Linked DNA regions of Mus musculus: regions 1, 2 and 3 are each linked to region 4. A link is a contact called in public Hi-C and promoter capture Hi-C data. All regions are on one chromosome and are shown on one strand. The core of a region is the stretch at or near the end of the contact, and the rest is flanking DNA. Distances in the headings are between cores, read along the strand shown.

What was found. Promoter capture Hi-C pulls out the DNA fragments that hold promoters and counts their contacts. A called contact is a pair of places that touch in the nucleus more often than the background predicts.
Region 1: a promoter capture Hi-C map of liver shows a contact between it and region 4, with 2.9 times the contacts expected there. The contact joins the enhancer-like site here to the promoter of Jag1 in region 4. A contact is called at or near these places in 1 of 39 promoter capture datasets (liver), 2 of 484 Hi-C or Micro-C datasets (liver and uterus), 1 of 115 datasets of contacts at active chromatin or transcription factors (bone marrow-derived macrophages) and 1 of 9 other capture datasets (adipose tissue).
Region 2: a Hi-C map of the N1E-115 cell line shows a contact between it and region 4, with 3 times the contacts expected there. The contact joins the enhancer-like site here to the promoter of Jag1 in region 4. A contact is called at or near these places in 4 of 39 promoter capture datasets (3T3-L1-derived adipocytes, hippocampal neurons and liver), 7 of 484 Hi-C or Micro-C datasets (the HL-1 cell line, the N1E-115 cell line, epidermal suprabasal cells and 1 more), 1 of 115 datasets of contacts at active chromatin or transcription factors (stem cell-derived neural progenitor cells) and 1 of 9 other capture datasets (adipose tissue).
Region 3: a contact with region 4 is called in a Hi-C map of liver, with 2.0 times the contacts expected there. The contact joins the enhancer-like site here to the promoter of Jag1 in region 4. A contact is called at or near these places in 3 of 39 promoter capture datasets (hematopoietic stem and progenitor cells and liver), 1 of 15 datasets of contacts at CTCF or cohesin (the NIH/3T3 cell line), 4 of 484 Hi-C or Micro-C datasets (embryonic fibroblasts, liver, nephron progenitors and 1 more), 3 of 115 datasets of contacts at active chromatin or transcription factors (bone marrow-derived dendritic cells, craniofacial prominence and oligodendrocyte precursor cells) and 1 of 9 other capture datasets (liver).

What each region holds. Positions count from the first base shown.
Region 1 is chr2:136,950,353-136,955,624 of GRCm38.p6, reverse strand. All of the region lies in intron 2 of Slx4ip (SLX4 interacting protein), which reads right to left. Among named protein-coding and RNA genes, the nearest start is that of Slx4ip, 61 kb to the right of the region's middle. Within about 2 kb of position 2,419, at least 16 of the 459 cell types and tissues checked have an H3K27ac peak or open chromatin away from gene starts, as enhancers often do. A contact at or near this core is called in liver, where this site is marked.
Region 2 is chr2:137,305,580-137,310,289 of GRCm38.p6, reverse strand. All of the region lies in intron 3 of Gm14055 (a long non-coding RNA gene), which reads right to left. Among named protein-coding and RNA genes, the nearest start is that of Gm14055, 21 kb to the right of the region's middle. Within about 2 kb of position 2,014, at least 4 of the 459 cell types and tissues checked have an H3K27ac peak or open chromatin away from gene starts, as enhancers often do. A contact at or near this core is called in the N1E-115 cell line and uterus, where this site is marked.
Region 3 is chr2:136,977,699-136,982,529 of GRCm38.p6, reverse strand. All of the region lies in intron 2 of Slx4ip (SLX4 interacting protein), which reads right to left. Among named protein-coding and RNA genes, the nearest start is that of Slx4ip, 88 kb to the right of the region's middle. Within about 2 kb of position 2,954, at least 11 of the 459 cell types and tissues checked have an H3K27ac peak or open chromatin away from gene starts, as enhancers often do. A contact at or near this core is called in liver, where this site is marked.
Region 4 is chr2:137,114,068-137,119,154 of GRCm38.p6, reverse strand. Jag1 (jagged 1) reads left to right here and starts at 2,635. Exons shown (of 26, transcript NM_013822.5): 1 at 2,635-2,978; 2 at 3,446-3,751. The coding sequence starts at 2,898.

The sequences.
Region 1 (5,272 bases), core at 1,170-3,669, 160 kb after region 4:
TGGAAACCATACAAAAAAATACCACCCACAAATAATCAGGGCAATGGAAATTACTTTTAAAGATTTCCTTTTGGCACAGGTTTATCTAATGAAGGCAACTCCCAATGGAAATTAGAGACAAGTTGGTGTTCTCTTAAATCACTGGATTAAAGGATGAGAGACTAACAAGGGTGCTGAATTTGTGTGGACTACTCCCTCCACCAGCCTCATTAGAAGGCGCAGGTATCCCGGGAAAACGTGCACTGGAGTAGCCAGACAGATGTATGTTGAATACAGACTTCTTCATTCCACTGCTAAGGACTGATAAGCAGGGAGAAGATGACCTGGTGCTCTACTGTCTTCCTCATCCTGGAGCCTAGCCAGCAAAGCTCTGAGCTCACCAGAGCCTACACCTCTCCTCAGTCCTTATGATCCCTTACATCTGTGGGTCATACACACTCTTGGTATATTCCTCTTGAATTCTGAAGCTCAACTCAACCGAAAGATCTTCAGGCTTTGCTAATCCTTTGCTCCTGCTGAAAGGTTCCATTGAGCACCCACCCTCTGTGATGTTTATGTCCATGGCGAATAAGGAAGAAGGCAGAGTAGTAATCACCTCTGCCAGTTCAGCCAGTTCAGCCCTGTCTTCTAGTTGCATGTGATTCATTTGTTAAATTCAACTACTTTATAGTAAGTTCTTGGAGGTAGGGTCTGGAGTCCAGGACTGCAGCCAAGTCTAATCGTCAGCTGTGTGATCCTAGGTACATTTCCTGATATATTAACCATATAAAGCCCTGGTACAAAGGGCATTTAAACCATATATATGAACTATATATATATATATATATATATATATATATATTAGTGTCCAGGGCAGGCACTACCAAAACCATGAATGATGGACATTCTAGGAGGTCTCTATTCTCCCCCCCGCCTTGAATTTCTTCTACTGTTGGGTTCTCTTATACATTAACTATTGAAAGATCTGGTGATACAAAACCCAAACTGTTATAGTAAGCTAGAGAATCTAGCTCATCTTTGTGTCATTAAGAACTTCCAAATATGGTAATTGTACAGTGACAATACATTCATCTGCCGAGCAACACAATCTTGGATTAAAAAAGGTGCAATTATTAAATAAGCAAGATAAAAAACAATGAATACTGTCATACTTAGTGACCTCTTGTGGAATTTTCATTATCAATAACAACCCCACTAAGTACAAGCTATGATCCAGGGTTATAACCCTGTTCTTGCCTGTTTTTGTAAATAAAATAAAATTTTATTAGAATACAGCCATGCTTGGTTTCATGGAATAATTGTAGAATTGAAAGATATTCTCATTTTTATTTTGTGTGCCCCCCCCCATGGATTTTTGTTGTTGTTTTATTTTGAGAGGCAGGATCTTTCTATAAAGCCCAGACTAGCCTCAAAATCCTTCTAATATATCAAAGACTTTATGGGCTGCAAAACTAAAACAGCCTTATTTGAAAACATTTGCTACCCCTGAAGAAGTTTGCTCAAGTAATCTAGAGACTATCTTCCACTTAGAGTCTCAGGTCATCATTCTTCAACAAGAAGAAAGGAAACAGCCGGGGGGGGGGGGGGGGGCGGAGGGGCGGCGGAGAGGGTTCTGGGCACCAAATTACTTCTCACGATGAACATGATTTTTCACTTGTGGCAATTTCATACCTAAAATGAAACTAAAATTGACCAAAGCATAACTTCCCCAAGGGTACCACAGTTTCAGGATCCTATCAAATGAAAAAGGATTCAAACAGGAATGCAGATCTGGGTGTGATGTCTAGAACACGGGTGTGGAGTAGCCAGAACTCAACTATATAAATGGCAGAAGAAAAGGTCGGGGTGGAAAAGACAATTGCATCAATTTGCTTTTGCATCAATTTAGCAGCAGCAAAGGGGACACACAAGGAGCATGAGCCAGCACAGCACAGTGACTGCTTGCTGCCTCTCCAGGCTGCCTACATCCCAGCAGACTTTCACCTGTCCAACTGAAAGCCCTGGAATTAACTCCTTCCCAGCAGTGAGGAGATAAGCATTGAGAGAAGGACAAGTGTCCAGCTGCCACTTGTAGTAATCACTGACACTGTGGCTTTGAAGGGGCAGGTGGAGACAGTCTGACAAATTTAAAATAGCTTAATGAGCCAGATATGGAGACAGTCCATGGTCCCCACACTAGGAAGGCTGAGGCAGGAGGACTGCCAAGACTTTAAGGCCAGCCTGAGCTACAGAGTGAGGTTCTTTTCAAAAAAATAAGACCAACACCACACAACAGCTCAGGTAGGTTTCAGGGAGACAGATATATCAGGATAAAAATCTTATCTTCCTGCCGCCCAGTTATCAGGTGTGTGAGTCAGCCTCCCACTGCTGAGACAGATATCCAAGGTAAATCAAATAAGAGGGGAAAACATTTGTTTTGGCTCATGATTCCAGTGGGTTCATTCCACAGGCACTTGACTCTGTTTGCTAAGGCAGAACATCAGGAAGCCTATGGCGGAGCAAATCTACTCACCTCCTGGTGCCCAGTAAGCACAGAGAGTGCCTGGCTTCCTAAGACTCTCTACTGTATAAACCCTTAAACTGTCAATCGATAAACAGATTCCTAGTTAGGAGGAGGAACCTCTAAGCAACGCTACATTGAGGACCAAGCTTTCAACATAGGTTTCTGAGAAGCACTTAAAATCCAAATCAAAACATCAGATGAGCAGATGCTCTACTAAGGCAGAGTTCAACACCTTGGATGCATGTTTATCCCAGCAATATCCCCAGAGGCATCATGACCCTGTAGCTGGAAGGATGCAGAAGGGACCGTGAAAGAATCTGAGACATGTCCCAGTGTTCTGTTTTTATTTTATTTTCCCCTCTGAGATTCTAATTAAGAAAATTGTATCACAGGGAAGTAAGACAAAACAGATTAAATAGATGTTGGCAGATTATGAGAACAATGTATTGCAAATATTTTAAGTTTTGAAGAATCACTAGCAACTCAAACCAGTAAAGAGAACAAACTTTTGTCAGTAAGGTAAACAGAAGGACAAGAGCAGGATTCCACAGCACTGTGATGGGTGCCCCTGGGAAGTAGCCAGAGGTTTTGCTTCAAACAGACCACGTGGTTTTGGCTCATAGGATCCTGCAGAGGTACACTGTGCCCAATTCAAGCTGGGTCCATTCATGCTGGCCCATTAATAATTTGCCAGGTACCTGAGGCTACAGCCAACTCCCTCTCACTATAGCCTGCCTTATCTTCAGGGGAGCATAGGCAAGCTCTGACAAGCAGGCTCCACTCTGATACTGGCAGTCAGGAAGATATCTCACTGCATAATGGGGATGAAGCCCAAGCTATAGCAATCTAGCCTAAAAGATAAATATGACCACAATATGTATTCCTCATGGCTCACTGTGTTTTAAGGGAATGAGGATCATTAGTTCAGTCTAAATATAAATCAAGAGTCTCTCTCTCTCTCTCTCTCTCTCTCTCTCTCTCTCTCTCTCTCTCCTCTCTCGTAGCAGGAAGAGAAAACATGTGGCAATCAGCTGGGACACAAAAAGGCCACTGAGGTTGTGAGTGCAATAAATGGGTAAATGTATATTGCTCTAGTTTGTTTTTTTGTTGCCGTGATAAACATCATAAGGAAAAGAACAACAGAAAAGAAAGGGCTTGTTTCAGCTTACACTTCCACGTTGCAACCCATCATTGAGGGAAGTCAGGGCAGCAACTCAAGGCACAAACCTGTAGCAGAAACCATGATAGACGGATGGCTGCTTACTGGTTTATTTCCTGGCTCACTGCTTAGCTTTCCTTTTTATACAAGCCCAGGCTTACTTGCCTTGGGCTCATGGTACATACAGTAGCTAGGTCCTCCCACATCAGGCTTCCATCAAGACAATCACAAGCCAATTTGATTGAAGCAATTCTACTGAGACACCTACTTCCCAGGTGACTCTGTTAACAATAAAAACTAACCATACTAATACATACAGTCCATGTCCCCTCTGGAATTAATACAAAATGACTTTCACATACCACATACATATTGAATCCCACTTCAAGCTTTTACCTATAGAAGAAGAGATGTACTTTCCAGTACATATATGACACATAGTTATTGACATGGTTGCTTCAGTTCATTGCACAAGCTCCTACAGAAATTAGTCTGGGGTAAATTCTATGCTCACTTTTGCAGATAAGGAAATTGAGGCTCAAAATAATGTCACTTAGCCAAGGCTTCTCACATAAAGAGTAAAAATGAGAACTGCTAGCTCAATGCATCCTGATCACCTTACCAGAAAACTTTTGTGTGCTAGAAACTTCAGACAGGTTGAGAAAAGAGTAAAGTGGGGGGGGGGGGGGGGGTAAGGAAGATTCATTCTTTTCTCAGACATCCAGTCCTCATCCCATCTACAAATCCAGCCAGGATGAGCCCAGAATCAGACAATCACACCAGGACTTGCTGCAAGAAAGCAAGTGTGAAAGCATCAGTGTGGGTGGACAGTAAAGGGATGAAGGAGCCAACAACTCAGGTGGATGTTTCATACTGCAGCACAGAGAGGACAAGTTCCCGACTCCCATCAGAAAGCAGATGTGGGAATAGAGACCACTCAGCATTATCAGTTGCCTCAATGGGAAGAGAAAGATGCTACATAATAAAGCAGAGGAACAGTGATGCCTCAATTGGACATACCCTGCCACCCCATTCTCATGCCACCAACACACAGCACTGACCCCTCCTGACACTGTCCCTGGTCTTTTATCAGCAATTTCTAGAAAGAGACAGGAGGTGGACACAAGGGTACAATGTTCTCCTAGAGATTTCCCAAGGCCAGTTCTACATGAGCCTCTTCTGCCCATCTCCTATCACCTCCAGAATGCATCCTAGCAACAAGCAGCTATCTGCAGCAATACTCTGGAGGCCAGTGCTCTTCACCAAGCATGTAAGCTGCTTCCAGGTTGCACAGGAGGTAGAGGAAAGATCTGGGCTTTGACCTATCAGCCTTAGGTATAAATTCCAATCAACCGCGTGCTAGCTGAGTCACAGTGGTCTACTCAGGAAAACAGCAATAACAGTTCTTATGTTTATCACATAGCAAAGATTCAAAGAGGTGCATCTGCTAGAACCTGGTATTTTCCAGAGCAGAGTGGACAAACAGCAACTGTCTCTACTCTTTCTTTCCACATAGTGTCACTGCGGTGGCCTGGCCTGGCATGACACGGTATAATCTTCTCCTCCCTCCCCTTACTTCTGCCACCTTTCTTTCTTCCAAAGACTTCAAA
Region 2 (4,710 bases), core at 765-3,264, 190 kb before region 4:
AGTAGACTGTTTAGTTAAACTACTGGTGAAATTTATATTTTGAATCTGAGCTATGGAAATGCTGCGTATCATGGAGGACAAAGACAAAGGTATTTGGTAGAAGTAGACCCAGAGTATGTGATGGGTAAATATTTTGCTTGCTGAATTTTAATGAAACCATTTTGGTTTTCCTGTGACAAAATGATACTTAAATACACTGATATATGTTCTCCATGAAAACCCAGGGCTCAGGCTCAAATCGTTCCTCTACGTTCCTCTAATCATTCGTCATTTTTATATTTAGTCATCTCCCCCAGGTCTGAACTGACAACTGGTTGGAACTGAAGAAAATCAGCTCAGCTAAAGTCCTATCATAAGCGGAGCTCTTAAGGCCTCTGTTCACGCCCTAAGCTCTAAAGTGGCCCATTCAAAACTACATTGCTGCTGAGAGACCACATCATGAATGGATGGAGTATTAAAAGCCAAGCACAAACATATCTACTGCCTGCAACAGCCTGTGCTACACAAGGTCTTCTAAAGCATGAGCTGAGGCCTTCAGCCTAAAGATGCAGATATAAGATGTTTCCTTATAAAATACCTGAACAGTTTTGGACATTTTTTTCTGCAACAAATGATTAAGAAGTTAGTGCCATAGAAGCAGCTCTCAGGAGCAGGGGAGATATCTCAGGGAACAACGTGCTTGCTCTGCAAGCATGAACACCCAGGTTAATCATGAGTAAGGGACCTGATATAGTTTGCATTTGTAATCCCAGGATCCCTGGGACCCATTGGCCAACCAGCCTAGTTCACCTAGGACCTCCTGGAGACTTCTATCCAGATCTATGAGAGATCCTGTCTCAAAAGACAAAGCAGATAGCACATGAGGAACTACATCAGAGGAATGTTGGTCCCTCTTGACCTCACACACAGGTTCACATGCACTCTGTGTGTGTGTGTGTGTGTGTGTGTGTGTGTGTGTGTGTGTGTGTGTGTGTGCCTGAACTCAATAATTAATGGATGTTGTATACATTCTTTTCTTAATCTTTCTTTCCCCTGAAGTGAGCCCGCTAGGCAACATGTTTTCGTGTGATTTCCAGAGTTCAGCAGTGGTGTTAAACTCCTCTAACACACCTCAGCAAATAGCCTAGTAACCTAACTGCCTTCCTTTACCTGTGTCTGGGTTTTCCAGTTCTCTGTCACAGTTTCCAAAGATTATTCTCAAATAATCAGTGTATCAAAGCCTAGCTCTGGGGAAGCAAAACCAAGACTGAGTATGTAGCCCATTACAGTACACTCCAGGCATATAAATTTCTCCTAAAATCATCTAATTAGCAAATGAACAAAATAGGAACATTTTAGTGTGTATTCACCATAAAAGCAGAGACATGAATGCGTTTCAGGGGTGGGGGAGAGGGGGTCCTATCACCCTTTCTCATCTGTCATGTTACTGAGTATCACATTTTGGTCAAATAATACCATATCAAGCCCCGGCAGTGCTTCCCCAGGTGTCACATGCATTCACACCTTTGTGTCCCCCTGCATACCATTCTCCAAAGTGAGAATGACCTCTCGACTCTTCAACATGTTAAAATTGTACAGATCCTGCTGGGAAGATAGCTCTGCAGTAGCGCATTTAAGTAGCATAAAAGGAGCCCTGGGTTCAATTCCCAGTACCATAAGAAGGCAGACCTGACTCAATTTTGCCTCTTCGGTGGCATCTCTTATGTCATAGCTAAGATAATCCAAGCACATGAAAAACCTGTAATTCACAACTCAACACTTAATCATAGACGTTTGCACATGTTCTAACTATCGTATGCATTGTCGTCGTGTCTCTCTAATTAAAGTTGACTCTCCTTGCGAGTACTAATCACACCCTGTACCTCCATGGGCTTTCCAGTGCCCAAAGCAATGTAGCTCACACACTTACTTTTCAGTGGATGATTTACGCTTTTCAGTAATAAAGCACAGCCTGTGTATGGCCTGCGGTAATGAATCATCTTTAATGGTCTTCAGAAAGGTCTCTTCCCTCCGCAAACTGCCTGCAGACAGGGTTATCTGGAGCATCCTTCTGGATGATCCTTTCCAGGCATTCCGAAAAGGCAACTGGCCACAACAACACCTTGGTTTCTGTACACAATTTCTCCTCCTGGCTTTCAGGGAATCATAAAACATAATGCTTCTCACTCGTAAGTAAAGAGAACTTACTTGTAATTTTGATGAAATGATCCGAGGAGTGACTGAAGTCTTTTTCTCTCTGCTGTGATTGTTACCATTATAAATAGACAACCATTAAAAGGATCAAAGCAGGAAACCTTTTAAAGGCTTACCCCAAGGCCTGATGCCCTCCCCACTTTATTTTTCTTAGCCTTAATGCTTAAGGAAAACAAACACTTATCGGTGTGTACGCATGATGTTTATCCCTCCATCTGCAGGGGGGGGGGGGTGGCAGTGTTCCAAACCCTGAGACAGTTCACTAGAGCGCCTAGTGAACTAAGGTCAGCTCTCTTCTCTACTGTATCCATCCAGTTATCCCCAGGCCCAGTGTGGATCTCATTACTGCCACTTGGTTTGCCAACTCACAAACCACCCCAAGTCCCTTTAGAAACAATCTATTTGATGGCAATTACGAAAGAGGAGAGTACTTCCTGTTTTGCTCAGGAACTGCCTCGCAGCCACTCATACCAGAGCGACTCCAGCAAGGTCTGGTCTTTTTTCTGTGTGACTGAGCCATTTCCCACCTCACCTTGCTCAGCAATGGCTGGCAATGTCTCGAATGCCTCTCAAGGTTCTGCCACAAGGTTTTTCAGCTTCTGCCAAGTCATCCCTTGCCAATGCAAAGCTCAAGGACCCTGTTAAGCTTGGAGGTCCCTGAATGGCCCCAGGAGAAGACATGAGCACTTCTTGACGATTTCTCTACCCCCTTCTACAGTAAAGCAAATGGAGGAAGTAGCTCTACACGCCAGCCTAACATACACACACACACAGCGCCTGTCCCTGAGTTTTGGCATTTTGGGCACTTACACTGGATGGAGCACATGACCGGAGAAAGCACGTCTATGTCAGATGGTGCTTCAGTAGGGATCTGATTCTGAATAGTGTCTTAGTATATCCGCTGTCCAAGTGCTTCTCAGAGTCCAGTTACTGAAGTCTCCCAAGTGCTTGACCATGAAGCACTCCCTAATGAGTCTATAAAACAAGCAGCAGTTGGGAACAGAATCCAGGTTCACTTAAACCAAATTGAACTCCGTAGGCAGGGGCTTTCCGTGATTATGATAAGCATGGAACCAATTTCTATTTTTGCTAAAAATTCTCTCAAAGGGCAAAAGTCATGAAAAAAAGACTAAGGTTTCAAGTAAAACTGTGTTTTGCATTTGCATAGACTGCATCTCTTTTTAAATATTACCCTCATATTCATTATTTGATTTGATTCAAAAATAATAGAATGGCTTTGTAGTTAGTAATGCTTTTTCTATACGCCTGAATAAACCCTGCTTTACAGATTCACTGGCTTTAGAATTGAACACATTATGTGCTCTCCATTATTTCTCTACTTTCATATCTATTACATGTAGAGATTTTGTGTTTTCCTCATACTTCTACATATAAACATATACATATATCTCATATAGCATACAGTATACATATACAATGTCTAGAGCTAATTCAATGTAAGGCAAGTATTAAATAAATTATCATTCCAGTATTGGAAATAAGAAAATAAAAGATTAACAGATTTTATCTTTGCCCTAAGAAATACTTCAAGGAAGCCAGAGCTAAGTAGGGTTCTTCCATAGCAGAGCCTGAGACAAACATTCTACTACAAGCAGTCTATTAGAAAACCAAAATGGCTTAGAAAGAAAATAAGGCAATTAAAGTTACAGTCACAAATATAGAAAACTGTTGCCAAATGTTTACAACATGAAAGAACCCTCTGAATGATTGCCGAACTCACCAAACATCTCAGTACATTCCTCTAAATTTATCTACTGACAGAGATGTTTATCTACCAACTTTATCCTTCATTATTGACTGCTTCTCCTGGACAATGACTCCACAGCAGTGACTTCTAGCACACCCATAGGAGAAACATGCTTACTGGACCATATGCATACAAGATTTAAGACATAGGAAAACAGAACAGAAGAAGCACACATTAAACTCAGGGGCAAGTGGTCCCTTGGTGTGGCTAAAGGAATAGAATCAGGTCAGCAATGCATATAAATGCAGTGTAGTTCAGTTGGTTTAAACTTTGATCATCACAAGAATTTAAATAAATGAGCACAGCCAGAAAGAACCAACTTCTAGACAAGGGCACTATGTCATATTTCCCAATAATGCATTTGAAAGTTTATTAAGCATTTCTATATCCTTGTATACTGCTTAAATCCCTCTGGTGAGTGTTCTTATATATTGCTTTTGAAAAAGAAAACAGAAAAAGCAACTTTGACAACATATTTTCATTGGTAAAACAAATCAATCTAGCTAAACCATAATAGTCAATCCTCCCCTAGGGCAGAACACCTCCTCAGAAAAGGGTTTCTTGTTGTTGTTTCTGTTGTTTGTTACTTTGTTGTTGTAATAGTTACATGTTTTGTTTTGTTTTTACTGTGGTAAATCATTAAATCCTCATTGTGGTATGGACCTCAAAACCGTTGGGAAAGCACTTGGTTGCCCCCATAACAGTTGTGCCACTGTGCCAAAATGTCTTCAAAATACTTGTTTGATGTC
Region 3 (4,831 bases), core at 1,705-4,204, 140 kb after region 4:
AGAGTCTTCTCATTGGTGTAAGGTGGACACTAAACAAGAGTCATTTTTACCAAGTAAGTCACAAGAAGAATACCTTTTCCCATGAGGCTACATCAGGTCATAACTGAGGGGGTAGCATCATCCACCTGGAGAAGAGATTCCCCTCCCTCCCTCCACTCACTTTTCTAAACTGAGGGCCCTCCCATATAACTATTATATAAAGGTGCTAATATCAACTTCTTCATAATCAATTAGCATATATAATTATATATACTTTTGGGTTACAGAGTAATGTTATATGTAGGTACTAAGTTTCTTAAAATATTAATCTTTCACACTTTTTATAGATATCACAAATATTTTACCATGTCTGTATATGTGGGGGTGCATTGTGTGCATGAGTTTGTATCTGTGTCTCTGCATATCTATGCACATTTGCATGTGTGTTTCTGTGTGTGTACATGACAGTATGTGTCTCTTTGTATGTATGTGTATGCATTTATTTGTGCGTATTTATATGTGTATATGTTTGTGTCTTGTATGCAGGCATGTGTATCTGGTGTGTGTATGTGTGTATGCATGTATGTTTGCAAGTGTTTGTGTATGTGTGTCTTACTTACTGCTTCATTGCTGTGAAGAGGAACTCTTGAAAAAGAAGGCATTTAATTGGAGGTTTGCTTACAGTATCAGAGGGTTAGTCCATTATTATCATGGCGGGATACAGATATAAAAGAGAGCATTTAATTGGGGGCTTGCTTATACTTCCAGAGGGTTAGTCCATTATTATCATGCCAGAAAGCAGACAGGCACAGCACCGGAGCAATAGCTGAGAGCTTTACCTTCTGAGCCACAAGCAGCAGACACAAAGAGACACAGAGTGCTTGGTGTGGGGGTGCTTTTGAAACACCAATGTCTACCCTTAGTGACATACAAAGCCCTGGAGATTGAATGCATTCTAACCAAATGCTCTAATATGAGAGAAAACCCCAGCCCTGATTAGGCATTGTTGTTGTTGTTATTATTATTTCTATTAAATAAATTAAGCAGGGATAAATGCTCTAATGATTTCCCACACCAGAGGGGACCATTTAAGCTCCTCTTTTCACTAAGATAAGTCACAAACTTACAGGGTCCACATGTCAGTCAATTATAGAAATGTCTGAATAGTCCAGATCTAAAAGGGCAAATTTTGCCAGCAAGTGCAAAGACAACAATGTTCAGGATATAATGTCACTTACAGCAACAAGAATAAAGCAAACAGTAGGCCTCTGTGACGGCAGAGCTCTGAGGAACGAATGGCCCGGCACGGAAGCACAGAAACAAAGGCCGCTCCTCTGCAGCAGCGCGTCCGCTTCTCCAGCTCTGTCTGCAGCTTCTCCTGCTGCAGAACCCTGTCCCCAGGTCTCAGTGCAGAACCCTGTCCCCAGGTCTCAGTGCAGAACCCTGTCCCCAGGTCTCAGAACACAGACTTGTTGCTTTCCAACTCCAAGGCTCCACTGCAGAGTTCAGAGTTGGTCTAATTTTGGGATATTTACACAGATTTTACCAGCTGAATGTCACTCGTTCTGAAACCCCAAATCCAAGTTTCCTAAACTATAATGTCAACAATGAAACGTTTCAAATTTCAGACTCACAGATTCAGCAGCATTCAAGCTGTATCTGAAATGGCCCTATCTTTGTCCACTGTTATATGCTGACTGAAATGCTATCTTCATGAGCCCAAGGCCTTTGAGGTCTTTAAAATTGTGTTCTCATGATGACAATCATTCCTGGCAAACGGGAAAGAAGATCTAACATTTATTGAATAAGATACCACTTCTAAGGGTAAAATGAGAAACAGAAGAGTAGTTATGACTACCTCACTTTATATCATGTCAGATCAAGGAAGCAAAAATCAAACAGGACTGCAGAAGAAGTATCATGCATAACAGGACTCTGTGGGATGTCTTAAACTCTGCCCAGTGAAAGCAAGAATACACCACCTTCTCAAACACACAGGAAACTGCATCGGACTAAGCCTCATCTTTTCAAGAGAATCTGCTCTGTCAAAGAAGGACAGGCAGGAGGCAGGACTGAGGACCCGACCCTGTAACCCAGTGCTTCTCAACCTTTCTAATGCCACGACCCTTTAATACAATTCCTCATGTTGCGGTGACCCCCAACTATAAAATTATTTTGTTGCTACTTCATAACTGTAATTTTGCTACTGTTATGAATTATGTTGCTATTTAATTTGCATTATATTAGATATATGACTTCTGTTGGGGCCACAACCCACAGGTTGAGAACTACTGCTATAACAGGACATAGCAGTCAAATAGAGAGCATCTGATCCCACTACAAGCTAGTCAGCTACTCGGGTTCTGTCTAGTGACTCACTCAGTCCTCCCTCATCTTACTCCCTGGTATACCATCCATGGGCAGTCCACCAAGGGAGATATACTACAATTTAGACCTGGAATAATCCTAAGTATTCCTGTAAAGATAAGGACTCCAGTGGAGAGTGATGGTGCACATCTGTAGGACCAGCTACTCAAGAAGTTGAGAGTAACACTTTGAGCCTGGGACTTTAAAGCCAGCCTGCTCAACATAATGAGACCTTGCTTTCAAAAGAGGGAGTAATGGAATGAAGACATTACAACCACAATTCCAGGGCATGTGTGAGAACTACTTCTCAGGCTGACACTCACACTTTTAAGCAGAGCTGAGCTGTAGCATTGCTTCCTTTGAAAAGTATTAGCAATTAATTGGTCTTTATTTTCCACCTGGACATCAACTCAATGAACAAAAACTACTTCAAAAAAATTTTGTCTCCATACAAAGTTAGTTATTTTCTTTTTATAACCCACACTATTTTTAAGAAAGACAGGAAAATGCTGACTGTCTACCACATCTTTACGCTCATGCTGTAAGGGATGAGGGAGTCAGTTGTTTCTCCATGGCAGGCTCACATTCCTAGTTTCATCAAAACTGATGTTGAAATGTATTTCTCAATTTACATGTGGCCAAGGAGCTTCTCACCATGTGCACTCTCAGACGCCTTCATGAAAACAGCACGCTTCCCAAACTCCAAACATGAAAAACCACTAGTAAGCATTTTCTTCTATCATCTGATGCTCTTAACTTCATCAAAGTTTAATAGCATGGTGGTAATTTCAGAGGGAAATCAAAACCTAAAGACCACAAAGCTGCCACAGTACCACGTCTACTGACTTTCCGAATGAATGTGTCAACACACTTTACAAGATAAAAAGCTCAGAGTCATTGAATTGTGTAAACACACAGACTCATGCCAAAAACAAAGATTAACCAATAAGATGAAAGTACAAGCCAGTGTGTAATTGTGCTTCAATCTCTGAAGTTGTGCTGCTGCGATTGCCTTAGTTTACTTTGGGGAAGTGACACTTTGGGGAATAGCCTTTTTATGCTATTCATGCTTCCAAAGAGACTTTATTCATTCAGTTGTAAAACTCTACACCATTCATTTAGTCTTTGCAAATACGAGTCGCTCACATTATTACTTGATGTGCTACAAAGGTAGTATCCTCAGTTCACAGTCTAGGGTCCCAAAACTACTACTGATGACCAGGCTTTTGACAGGGCTGCCTGCGTAGCCAACATCACTACAGATAGAATAAGATTACCCACACCTTCACTATGCTGTTCAGTATTCAACTCCTAGTCTGTGGTTGGGACCTCTGGAGAATGAACATGGCCTTGGATTCTGTTATTAGCACAGAAATGAAACAATTGCCAGACTAAGGGCAGAGACTCAAAGGGCTTCCCGAACTCATGAAATTCTCTTGGCATGGAGATTATTGCTAATTTTGGCTTGTGCTAGTTTACATCCAGGGGGACTCGAATGAAAAGAACATTTTATTGATAGCAATTACGGGAAGAGCCAGTGAATTTTCCATGATTTTGGTATTCTTCCTTTTCTTAGGATTATAAAGAAAAAGTGAGAGACTGTGCCATGATCACTCTGAACATAGATTTTTTATCTCTTCTAGAATACAGTTAAAGATCGGAAAGTAAAATTAAAGGATAAAAAGAAAACACCTCCTACTAGTTAAACAGGGAATTTCCCTTTCATAAGCAATACTCTTAAGACTGCACCTTCAATGGTGTCAAAGCAGAAGCAATCTTGGAATGTGCTTACACTGCTGGACACCATCGAAATTTATTACAAAAACCAAAATCCTGAAAACAAATAGAGTCAGAATTCCCTCTAAACAAACCATGAATGTATCAAAACATTTCTTTCCAGGCACAGGTCAAAATGAAATAATAAATTTGCCACATTAAGTCACGAGAATAAAGGAAAGCTCTGGGTGTTCTCTACAGTCTCACATGGGCTTCATTTAGTGTAGTGTGAGGGTGTTCAAGATATTTATATTCATGCTTTGCAGGAAAAATCCCAAATCCCAAAATTACCTAAGCTGACCAGTCACACTGTTAGGCCTAGGAAACATAAGAAGCAGGAGGAATGCTGGCCTGCTCCTCTGCGCAGCCAGCTGTAAGCCTTCTCATGGAGTACAATGGAATTCTCTTCTACAAACTCAAGACTGGCCAGAAAGGCCAAAACCAGACCCATAAGCAGACATGCAAAGGGCTAGTCTGGCAGAATGCCGACTCACCACTTGCGGAGGAGAGAGAGGACAAGAAAGGGAGACTAGATAATGGGAGAAAAGATAAGAATTTTCCAAGAGTATTATAAAGACAATGAACTTATTCCTCAAGAGCACTTTAGTTTCTATCTATAAACGTTGATTTGTTGATTTGTTATTACTCAAAAGTATCAGATAAAAGAGTAACTGGGGAAGGTACAAATTTTTCTTGAATGATTCAATCT
Region 4 (5,087 bases), core at 1,386-3,885:
AGCAAAGCTCAAAGGGAGGCTATGGCTTGGCAAGGGGAAATGTCCATTTTTGAATTCTTTGAGCAGTAGTTCCCCATTCTCCAGGTTTCAGGGGTGATCAAGGAAGTTGAGGACAGAAGTTCCACCCAGTGCCTGTTGCAGTATAAAAAAGCTTCTTGGGGGAGTCCCAGCTCACTGGAAGAGCACCAAATGAAAACATTTTTAAAGAATCCCCTATAGCCCACAACTGCCTTCCTCAAATGTGGGTTCCCAGGCACAGAAAAGACTAGAGGCTCTGTGTTATTTGCTGTGCCTTTGGTGTTTCTTAGTGATTTGACATTCCCAGTATGCCATTAGGTGCTTTTTACTCCTCAAAACTTTCCTTTTAGTGAAGTGAGCTAAACTCACTGTTAGATAGGTACTGATCTCAGCTTTCACGAAGCCCAGATTGTTAGCAGCAGAGCAACTATAAATCTCAGGTAGTCTTCCAATGTAACTCAGGTGGCTGGCTCAAACCTTCTGAACTAAAAACTCTGGCTCCATAGCCGCCTTCTAGGGGTTAGTGTGGGACATGGGGCATGCATCATTGGATACAGCTTTACATTTTAAAACAGCTTTAGACCTTGGGACCTCAAGAAATATAGACTCTAAGACCACTGCAGTCTTTGTGGGCTATGTGGCTTTTCCACACCACCAATCCTTTGCTATAAAAGCGTTATTGAGCACCCTAACTTGGCGACTAGAGATGCAGGTAAGAAGTCCAATCAGAAGTGAGGACTGTTATATTTCTGGAAACTTTAGTGGGAAAAAAACAAAAACAAAAACAAAAACCTGTGTTGAATTAATGTTGAAAACGGGATGCTTTGCATTCGTGATCATTGGGTGGAGGAGGACTGGGCACACTGGAAAATGCCCAGGTGGCTGCTGTGTAGGCCAGGTGCTTCTGTGACCAGTTGCAAACTCATTCTGATTTGGGATATGCCCTTCCCAATTATGGATTAAGTTACTCGGGAATGGTTAGAATGAGATGCATTGCCATTAAGAAATCACCTATCTCAGGTGGTTAAAATGCCCAAGTTACGGAACCATCTTTGTTAGCCTGGAACTCAGCTTTCTCAACCCCATCAAGTGGTATGGGGCACTATCTATGCTGGGCCACTCTTTAAACGTAGATAACCACAAATAACCTGTGTTGTTATGTTGTCGTGTTCAGCATGTTGGAAACTGTTTTTCCCTTTACCCATCATGCCCTGATGTCTAGAAGGGTTGAGGCGCTAAAGCAATCTCGGAAAAATCAGAGCTTTTCTTCAGGACAGGCTCAACGCAAGTTAAGAAACCCTTTTCGTCCTTTAATGGAAATCTGTTTTCCTAAAGAGCTCCGTTTAAACCCGCCTGGAGTGGAGCTGGCAGAGACTTCAGCCAGCCTTTGGGTTCCCTTTGACCTTGATTATGACCAGGAGTGTCGCTGCTAATTGCGAGGCCTGCCTCAAGGTGGAAAATGGCATCGGTTTCCACCACCACCCAGGAGAAGCCAAGTTCTGTGGACCACGACAGCGGTTAGGTTCTTTTCAGGCCGCGTCTCGCCACCCAGAGAGCAGCGCGGAGGCCGCCTACAGGTGCAGTCCCGCCACTGCGCCCGGGCTGGAGGCTGGCGGAGCCCTCGGCGTCTCAGAAAGCCCTTCCCGAAGTCCGGGCTGAGCCCCCGGGTGCCCGCCGGCCACTCCCCCTGCTTCCCCCACGCCTCTGCCCCGGCGCGGTCTGGAAAGGACGCTGGGAGCCCCTCCGAGGCTCCACGGACATGGATTTGGGAAGGGATGGCGCGCGGCCGAGGCTTTCCCTCGAGTTTGCGGCAAGTCTGACTCCGGGAAAGTTTTTCAAAGTTCCCAGCAGAGTCTGCCCAGGTCGCCTCTGCGGGGCGAGGAGACGGCGGCGAGCGCGCCAGTCTCGCCGCCGCCAGCACAGGGCTCTGGGCTCGCTTGCTGGGAGCGGCCCGGGTTCCCGGCGGGCAGGCCCTCCTCCCCGGGGCAAAAGCCGCAGCTGACGCAGGCGGCTCCGAAGGCGGAAGCCGCCCGCCCCAACTGCTCCGGCCGTACCGCGGCGCCTACACCTGGGGCTTGCAAGGGAGCCCAGGCCGTGCACCGAGGGGGCGGTCCAGCGGAGGCGCTCTGGGCTTCTCAGAGCCATGGGCTCCTCCACGGTCCTTCCAGGTTCCTTTCTCCTGGCCCGGGCTCCCCGGGACACTGATCTGCGTGTGGGGGCCCCTCGGGCGGCCATGCCACCCGGTCCGTCCCGCAACTTCCAACCCCTTCTCAATTTCTCCCCTCCCCAACAACCCGGAGGAAAGGGGCGTGCCCAATAGATGGCACGCCCCTTATGAATATTAACAATCGCGCATGCGCCTTGTTCCGCGTGTTGAGAAGAGGTGGCCAGCCGGAGTCCCGGCTCCCAGACCGGCGCTCCGGGTCCCTTCGAGAGCCAGGCGGGCACGCGTCATTGTGTTACCTGCAGCCGGCCGGCGAGCTAGGCTCAGGTTTTTTTTTTTTTTTTCCTCCCCTCCCTCCCCGCGTTTCATGCAGCTGATCTGAAAGGGAATAAAAGGCTGCGCATAATCATAATAATAAAAGAAGGGGAGCGCGAGAGAAGGAAAGAAAGCCGAGAGGTGGAAGAGGGGGGAGCGCCTCAAAGAAGCGATCAGAATAATAAAAGGAGGCCGGGCTCTTTGCCTTCTGGAACGCGCGGCTCTTGAAAGGGCTTTTGAAAAGTAGTGTTGTTTTCCAGTCGTGCATGCTCCAATCCACGGAGTATATTAGAGCCGGGACGCGGCGGCCGCGGGGGCAGCGACGACGGCAGCCTCGGCGGGAGCACCAGCGCTAGCAGCGGCGGCGGCGTCCGGAGTGCCCGTGGCGCGCGGCGCAGCGATGCGGTCCCCACGGACGCGCGGCCGGCCCGGGCGCCCCCTGAGTCTTCTGCTCGCCCTGCTCTGTGCCCTGCGAGCCAAGGTAGGAGTCTCTCTCCCGCTCTTGCTCCCCGCGGTCCTCTCCCTTCCCTCGTGGCGTTCTGGACGGGAGCGGCTGTGGCTCCCAGTGCAAGTTCCGGAGCCCTTGAGTACAAGGCTCCCTGACCCTGACTTTTCACCCGAGAGGCAGCACCCGGTGAGGGAACGCTGGTTCCCCAGAGGGGAGCCCCTGGCCTCGAAAGATAAACTCCTCCAGGCTGGGCAAAATGCGATCATTACGTTCTCACGGTCCTTCGGGGCACTTGTCTTAGTTTTCCCGCACTTGTGTTTTTTATGCCCCCAAACCAGGTTGAGCCCTAAACCTAGTTTTTGCAAAATTATTTTCACTTGCCACCGAGGATCTTTGGCAGCCTGGGGTGTGTGTATTGGGGGTGGGGGGTGTCAAGGAGTCTCCACCTCCACCTTCAGAGAAAACTTTCTCATGCGTTGACCTTCCTTCCTCGCTGGCAGGTGTGCGGGGCCTCGGGTCAGTTTGAGCTGGAGATCCTGTCCATGCAGAACGTGAATGGAGAGCTACAGAATGGGAACTGTTGTGGTGGAGTCCGGAACCCTGGCGACCGCAAGTGCACCCGCGACGAGTGTGATACGTACTTCAAAGTGTGCCTCAAGGAGTATCAGTCCCGCGTCACTGCCGGGGGACCCTGCAGCTTCGGCTCAGGGTCTACGCCTGTCATCGGGGGTAACACCTTCAATCTCAAGGCCAGCCGTGGCAACGACCGTAATCGCATCGTACTGCCTTTCAGTTTCGCCTGGCCGGTGAGTGAGCGACACACCGACAGAGTCGAACGCGGGGCCGAGCCCTATATTGCCTTGAGAAGGATTTAATGCCACTTGAAACTTGGCACTAAGTTGAGAGGCTTTGGGGGTGGCAAGTTTGAGAGTCCAGACTACAGCTGGACCTGGACAAGATGAGACGGGCGGGTCTTCCATTCTGGGTGGTGTCTGCTTAGCGCAGCGAAATGGGGTCTCTGAAGAGCATTGCTGGGGGAAAGTACGCAAGGATGCTAATTTTATGCTTGCTACTTCCAGTTCCCACCCTCGACCAGGCGGTCATTATAGATGATTTCTTTGCTTAACTAATTAAAACTCGTAGTGCCCTGGAAGGCGACTGCGCATAGTCTGCCCTGCATACGCTGTCCAAGTTGGCACCCTCCCCTTTCCCGTGAGCCGCCCCGAGGGCGGGTGTGTCCTTCCTGCAGGGTGTGGGGGAGCAGGCTTCCCGCGGCTCTAGTGGGGAGATTTTAGTGTGTTGGAGGGGTGCTCTCCCAGCCTGAAGTGGCGGCTGCAGGAGGGGGGTTGTCTCCGGCTGGCGTCCAAGCTTTAGTCTGGGAACCTCCGCCCCCTGCCGGCCCCTTCCTCCCGCCCCCGCTCGGTGCAGCCCAGGCTGCCTTACTCCCAGCGGTTCCCCAGTTCTGGAACAGCTGTGTTTGCAAACTTCCCCGGGAAGGGCGGGCGCACTCTCTCGTCCGGAGGGCACCCGGCCTCCGCAAGCCCTTCCCGCGCCCTAGTAAGGCTTAGAAGAGGCAGCCCGCTATAAGTCGTGTTTGCGGGTGCAACTGCGTGCGCCCTCATCTCCCCCTTTTCCCTCGGAGCTGCTTGAGGCCGGCGTACCGCTGGCAGACTGCGGCAGAACCCTTGCAACATCCCAAAATGGGTGGAAGGAAGATGGGTGCGATTGCAGAAGGGGAGGAAAGGGAAATGGTGGGGGGTGTGCCCGTTGTCCAGGAGGCGTGACTCGCTGCCAGGACTGGTGCTCCGCCAAGCTTGAGCTCCGAGGGTGGGTGGTAAGAGGGGGAGATCTGTGCCCCAGAGGATTGCTTTCCGCCACGTGCTCGGATGGGGTGCGCTCTGCTGCCTCCTACCCGCGGCTTTGGGCTGTGATTTGAAACTCTGAAGAGGGGCGGGAGAGAAGCCTGTCTGGCTGTCTGTGTGTGAAGCTGAGCTGGCTCTTAATGTCTGCGTTTACAGGAGTTGGCCTTTGCTGTGGGTGCGATAAGACAGTTATCGAAAACATGCTATTAAAAAGGGTCTTATTTTGGCAGGGGACTGCCGCTGTAGGTGAAATCTCTTCAGATCTGAAGGCTGTGTCCGC